Regions from separate parts of the Zea mays genome. Here region 1 is linked to region 2. The links are chromatin contacts, called in public Hi-C maps. All regions are on one chromosome and are shown on one strand. Each heading gives the region's core, a stretch centred on a gene start, on an enhancer-like site or on the middle of the called end of the contact. The rest is flanking DNA. Distances are from core to core; before and after follow the strand shown. Region 1 holds the start of LOC100191377. Region 2 holds the start of LOC112163586.

What was found. Hi-C and Micro-C count contacts between places; a contact is called where the count stands out from the background.
Region 1: a contact with region 2 is called in a Hi-C map of leaf, with 6 times the contacts expected there. The contact joins the promoter of LOC100191377 here to the promoter of LOC112163586 in region 2. A contact is called at or near these places in 4 of 25 Hi-C or Micro-C datasets (ear, endosperm, leaf and 1 more).

The regions. Positions count from the first base shown.
Region 1 is chr1:61,265,369-61,269,139 of Zm-B73-REFERENCE-NAM-5.0, forward strand. LOC100191377 reads right to left here and starts at 1,947. Exons shown (of 6, transcript NM_001136811.1): 1 at 1,597-1,947; 2 at 1,368-1,492; 3 at 645-874; 4 at 256-295; 5 at 2-93. The coding sequence starts at 1,746.
Region 2 is chr1:61,027,137-61,030,592 of Zm-B73-REFERENCE-NAM-5.0, forward strand. It overlaps LOC112163586, which reads right to left and starts at 2,050. Exons shown (of 7, transcript NM_001361318.1): 1 at 1,618-2,050; 2 at 1,019-1,538; 3 at 557-923; 4 at 98-463; 5 at 1-22. The coding sequence starts at 1,746.

The DNA of each region.
Region 1 (3,771 bases), core at 697-3,196, 240 kb after region 2:
CCATATCCCCCACGTGCTTCCTCCACCTCAAAAAGCTGACTTATTGCAGTGTTTACAGTCATGAATCTTGGTGGTTCATAGACTTTCTTTCCTCTGCATAAATACATAGGAAAAGATGGATCTGTCATCTATCCAATGTAAATATAAAAAACAACTACTAAGAGCTGTTTGCATCAAACTGAACACTTAGCAAGTGAGATGGCAATTCTGCACTGCAAGGTATTGAGAATAAGAATTTAAATGATGCTAATTTACCTGGCTAAAGATTCCCATGTTGGCTCCTTGACACGGATATCTACATCGAACAATACATTAAATCAGCCATCATGAAGTAAAACAACTTCTGTTATCCATGCTTTGGTACAATGCATATATCATTTAAAACTGGAAATGAATATTATGAGAAAGATCTTGGTTTCAAACAACATAGATTAGGGACTGAACAACACTATATCTTGACACTGGCAGTCTAATAGTTTGAACATTCATTGTATTTGCTTGCAATAATCAGTGTCTACTTAAGTTCAGTATACCCTGTACAATGGTTAAACTATAAGACACATTACCTATGGCTACAAATATTAGATCAATTGCCTAATTCTTGATAACCAAGAATCCAGAAAAGTCGATCAAGAGTCACAAACCAAGCAGGCAAAGTGTGTGTAGCCCAAGCTGGCGATTGTTCTGAATCTTCTCATAGAAACTATCTGGTCTCCATTCGTCTGTGAAGAATGGTATTGAGATAGTTTCTCCATAGCGGTAAAGTTGTAGCCCACAAACTCCAATTGCATTCATGACAGATGCATTGTGGATCACCTTCACTTCTACTCCCATTTTCTTGGCACGAACAACCAGATCAGTATGTGTAGTTGCCCTGAAAATGTCACCAAGACGACAGAATAAAATTTAACTCACAGAGCTAAATAAAACCCTACAAGTGTCTGTATCGACTCCAATCAAACTTCAGTGCGTGCAAAATGGTAAATTTGTGCACATTACTTATCAAAGGACATCGTGTGTCACATGAGGAACATATTTTAAGCCCCAAGTAACATAGCACAAGCAACCAGTTGTAAGACCCAGAGACATCTGTAGAATCATGGCCAGTGGCATGTAACTGAGAATGCAAAAATAATGCCATATTGATGGTCAATCAAAGCACAACTAACAAATTTAGTCGAATTCATGAGCAAGTCTATCCAAGAACATCTCCGCAACAGAAAGTATGTACTCCGCCACTTGTACTCTAATGACATGGCCACCAACTCAAGAACAGCACACTGAGTTCCGTCAAGCATGCCCGGAACTTATGCCAGCTACAGACACCTTCACACTGCTGACTCAAAAAACGGGAGAGAATAAACTACCCGAACGGGTCGCCAACAACAAGGAAGGCGACGTCAGTGTCGGCAGCCTCGCTTAGCACCTGGTCGACACGCTCCTCCACCATCTCCCGATCGGCGACCGTTATCTCCTTCCCGTACAGCTTCTCCTGGACGCGCACAGGAGAAAGCGAGAACGCCAGTGAAACTCTGAACGAGCCACGTGGGTATTTGCTCGAACAGGTGATGGGCGGACAAGAGAAGGGAGACGCACCAGGTTGGCGAGCGCGGCCGGGTCGAGGCCGAGGGAAAGGAGGGATGTGTATGCCTCCATGTATATCTTGGAGCAGCTGCGTACGGCATCGAGCCCCCGCACAGTGATGTCGCGCTCGTCGCCCAGGCCGAGGCCCACGATGTACAGCATGGCGCCGGCGGCAGGCTGCGAAAGGACGGAGTGGCGGCCGAAGGGGAAAACCCCCGTCGTGTAGTAGGGCGTTGATCCTAAGAAATTGCGAGGAGAAGGCGAAAAGAAACGGCGAGCTAGGCACCCCGGTCGCCTGGGTTGGTCCCCGGCGGCGTTTACGCCGTATTTCTCTGGTGGGGCTGGAGCTGGCCGCTCGGGTGCTTGCTGCTTGGGGTGAGTTTCTACTATTCCGTGTCGCATGTTTTCATAGCCCTAGCGCATTCGAATTCCTGCCGTTGGGTTTAGATCCAACGGCTCACGTAAGGTGAAGTTTCAATTGAGGACTTAGTTGGATGCGCTATCATGGATTGATGATACTAGAATCAGCAGCGCCCTATCGGGCGCTATACAGATTGATCGAGGCTGTTAAGCATTTTTAGGTCTGATACAGCGTGGATTGGAGGAAACGGTGTAAGATTTTCTATGATCAAGCGTGCAAATGCTGGGATGCGCCGAAGAAATGGTGCTTTAAACCAAAAAGTCTTGAACTCTTGCTAATATATGCCCCACAGCTGCACGGAGCACCTGCAGAAAATCACCTCCAGATTCTCTTTCTAAGTCTGATATCATCTTTATTGCCCTCTCCCCCATCTCAACTTCTCCATACTTACTGAAACAACCTAACAGTATCCTCCATACAGTTACATTAACCTCCATAGGCAACCCTTCTATTATTTGCTCAGCCTCACACAAACGTCCAGCCCTACCTAGCATGTCTATGATGTACCCAAAATGCTTGATCTCTGGATCTATATTGTACTCATAAACCATGCTTTTGAAAAATGCTAACCCTTGCTGTACCAGACCCCCATGACTGCAGACATTGATGACACTCAAGAAGGTGATTCTGTTGGGCTTAATCCCTGCTCTTCTCATCTCTGCAAACAACTCAAGTGCCTCAACTGACAGCCCATGCATTGCAAAACCAGAAATTATTGATGTCCATGACACCAAATTTCTTCTATCCAGCATTTCATCAAACACCTTTAGCGAGTTTTGCACAGAGCCAATCTTAGCATACAAGTCTATGAGTGAATTCCCAACCCGGACATCTGACATGATACCCTTCTTCTCACAATAGCCATTCAGCATCTCACCCATAACGATCCCTCCAAGATTAGATATCGCAGGAATAACTGCTAAAACAATTATCTCACTCGGGCTAATGCCTCCTGCCATCATGTGGCGGAGAAGAGTAAGAGCCTCTGCATAAAGACAAGCATGTGTATATCCATCAATCAGCCCAGTCCATGAGACAACATTTCTGCAGGGCATCTGATCAAACAGAAGCCTCGCATACTCAACCTCATCCCATCCAGCAAAGCCAGTGATCATCACATTCCACGAAACTACATTCTTCACTGGCATTTCATCGAACACCTTGCGTGCTTCCACCAAGCACCTGGACATGACATACACATTGATAAGGGCGATGTGCACATAGGCATGGAACTCGAACCCCTTCTGGACAACGAGCGCATGGAGCTGTGCACCAGCTCGATGCCACCCCAGACCCGCACAAGCCTTGAGCACGAACTTGAAGACAAATGTGTCATCAGCCAGGTGCTGGCGCGCGTGCTTGAAGAGGTGCAGAGCTTCCAGGGGAAAGGACCGTGGGAGTAGGCCTTGAGGAAGGCGCGCCACGACGCGGGACTTTGGTCGAACACCTGGCGGGCAATAAATTGGCTGTGGATTTGGAGGAGATGGCTCCTCCTGTCTTGGTGTCTCAGAAGGAGAGCAATTAGGTCACGGAGGCGAGGGTTACTGACGGGATGGAATGGTGGGCTTCGTTGCCGCAAGAGGTGGAAGGGATGGAGCCATGTCATGGAGGTAGTGGTCCACAAAATTTCTCTAAGCAAGCATCAGATGCTAGAAATCAGTAAAGCATGGTGAATTTGGCGACGCAGAAAAGGGCGCGCACACCTTAGGAGCCGTCCTAGATGGCGGCGTCGATGACCTCGCTGTTGCGGGAACTGGTGCTGTACT
Region 2 (3,456 bases), core at 800-3,299:
TGTCCATAGACCATAGTCCATCCTGAGAAAAAACAACCGTGAGATTGAGAATTCAAGCAGATATGGATAAATAACAGGAGTGTGGCTTATGCCTTACCCAACAACAAAGAATGCATAGCCATCCAAGTGGTAGCTCTGAACATTTGTGGCATTATTTTGGAATATAATCTCCATAAATCCCTTATAAGTGCCATTTATAATAGATGTGTCAACTTTTGGTAGTCGGTTCATAGGATGATTAGGAAAATCCAATTTGAAGACTCCGGGGACATTAAATATTTGTGCAAGCACCAAAGGGGTTGAGGGTGCAATGTAAGAAATCTCATTGAGAGTAGAACGCAGTTTTCCATCTATGAGCTCAGGTGCTCTACTCTGCAACAGGAACACATCTGTTACAGTAATGTCACCATAATGGAATGAGCCCTGTGGATTTGGGCGGGCACCGCTAGCTGTAACATTCCATCTGAAACAGCACAATGGTTGAAGGATGCACTATATGTGAGCAACGCCATCTACAGTGCATATGATAGTAATAATGCAAAATCAACAGGAATACCTGATGGATCTTGCTTGGTTTATAGAGAACGCCGTGTCATACTGATCGTTCGGAGGATCTGGAAGAGGGCCAGAGGCTGGACCCTGGGAGTTAGAGTAATGGAGAATAGCAACACCGGTCAATTTATCCACAACAGCTGCATCAACAAAGCGTGCGCTTGCAACAACATAGTAATCAGTGCTGGCATTCTGGTCCATGGTGACCAAGAAGGAGTAGGACTGGCCAACATGGATGTCCAGGTTGGTGTAGTTCTGCTGCGAGGTGTAGGAGCCTTCTGTCTCAACAAGGAGCAGGTTATGGTTCTGGATCCTGAAATTGAGGCTTGTTGAGACCCCAACATTGTGTACCCGAAACCTGTAAGTTTTCCCTGAAATGACAATCAAGACGGTACTATTGATTTCATCCCCTCTCGATCAAGTAGTACTCTAGCAAATGGAAATTCAAAATTACAATGCAAATAACCTGGCTCGACATTGATCCTCTCATAGACAATCCCTGGTGGAACCACGGATTCGTTGTACTGATAGGGTCCCAATCCATTGATGAGCACACCATCAGGGGCGCCCAGCAGGGTGCCCCCGTCGAGCGCGCTCCTGAGCTCCCTGTGCCCACGGTTATACCAGTCACCGATAAAGAGCGTGATGTCCCCGTCGGGAAAGGCAAAGGGGATGGGTATGACGTCGCGGTTGTTGATGGTGATGGCGCCGTAGCCCCCGGCGGCGCGGTGCAGCGGCGTGGAGGGGAAGTAGAAGAAGCTGCCGACCTGGTCCTTGACCTGGAACGTGTAGGTCCAGTTCCACCCGGCGGGGATGGCGCAGTTGGTGCCGAGCACGCCGTCCTGCCACGCCGTCTTGCGCTGCTGCACGCCGTTCCAGGTGAGCAGCAGCGGCTCGTCCAGCGCGTTGCGGACGTTCACCACCACGTTCCAGTTGGTGGTCACGTTCAGGGGAGGGCCCGGGAACTGGCCGTTGATGCCAATCACCTGTTGCGACCGCCTATGTCAATGTCGATGCCACTGTTGCAGGAATGCAAGGGAGGGAGAGGGGATGGACGGGCGGCACCTTCTGCTTGACGCCGAGGGGCTGCGCCGAAATGTAGGAGACCTCCCAGTCGTAGTAGGAGTACGGGTCTCCCGCCCGCGCCGGCGCCGGCGCCGCGGCCAACAGGAGCAGCAAGAGCAGAGCCGGCATTGGCAGCCGGAACTCGATCGGTCCCGGCGGCTCTGGCGATCTCGTCCTCAGGATTCGAACGCAGGCTCGCGGCCAAGTCTCCGCGGATGTCGGGCGCTTGAATCCAGTCGAGTCAGTTGGAAGTGGAAGCCAAGCCAACACGAGTCGAGTGGAGATCGGGGAGAGGCGGAGAGCGGCAAGCAGAGCAAAGCGGAGCACCCAGCACAGCAGAGGGAAAAGTGTGGGAGGCGAGGCGGCGGAAAAGAAGCTGCTGGTCGGCGTGTCCTGCGGCCTTTGCCTGCCCGCACTCCGCTCCAACTCAACTGGAAACAACATCAACGTTCGAGTTGCCCTTTTGCCGATCGGGCTCGATCCAGTCTAAAGGTGGGCTGGGCCAACTTGTTGTGAAGGCCCACCATTTTCAGCTTGCCCGTAATAAGAACGAATTGGAATCGCTCCATTTACGGCTTCTAGTTTCCAACTAATTTATTTCAATGATGTTTGTTGCAGTTGTAAAATGGTTATATATTTATTTCAATTATGTTTGTTGTAGTTGTAAATATATTTAATAATTGACTGACAGGAGTTATTTAGACTATGTTTGGAAGCACCTAGTTTTTAAAAAACTGGTTTATAGAAATTTAGGTGGTTCTTATGACTCGGTTTATAGAAATTAAATTATCAGTTTCTTAAAAACTGAAAAGCTGGTCTCTCCTAGCTAAAAAATAAAAATGGGTTTTTAAAAACTAGATTGCTTGCAAACAGACCTTTAGTATCAGACAATATGTTCGCGTGTTACAACAAAATATACAACTTTTACACAGTCACCTAAATGGCTCCACAATTTCAAAATTTTATTCAACGGCCACAATTGCGTCATAATTTGTTTTGGAATCAGACTCTATACTATTGCATGTAGAGACGGTAATGGGTAAATTCTCACATGATATTGCTATTTTATACTCATACCTGTAACAAAAAAACAATCATGTCGGGTCATTCATATCCACTAATAGGTACAATTGTCCCTCATATGTGTACCTATGTGGATCAAAGTTATCCGTCGGATCACATATATCCATAAATATTAAACATCTATCAAAATAACACATTATACAAATGATAGGTTTTGAAGCAAATCCTAATACCATGTATCCATCAATCCAAATATATATATAGTAATTATGGTTGTGGAGTAGAAATATATTATATAGCTAGGGTTTTATGTTCTTTTTGGGCGGAACCAAGTTCATGTCTTGGTTTAAGCCAAGTTAATATAGCTGAATGAATTGGTATGATGTGTGGATGAACACTCGGAAGTTACGTGAAAAAAAAATCTCATAGCTTCACGTATTGTTGTATTGGTAGGGTTAGAAAAAAAACTCAAGGCTCATGAGTCGGCTCGGGCTCGATTAGACTCAGCTCGGCTCGCGAGCTTGAACGAGCCCTAGCGGAGCCTAATTTTATAGCTACCTTAAACAGTGAGCCGAGCCGGCTCACGAGTCTACCGAATTATATAGTGTTATGTTGTGATACTATTACATTACTATGTTACCGATTTATTTTCTTATTTTTCATGGGTGTAGTGCTAGATATAATTTAAAATATATTCATATTTTACATATAATAAAAATATATAATTTATATTTAAATTGAATTTAGTGTGGTGGCTTACGAGCCCGAATCGAGTTTGACTTTCCAGCTCGCAATACGACGGATCAAGCTTGAGAC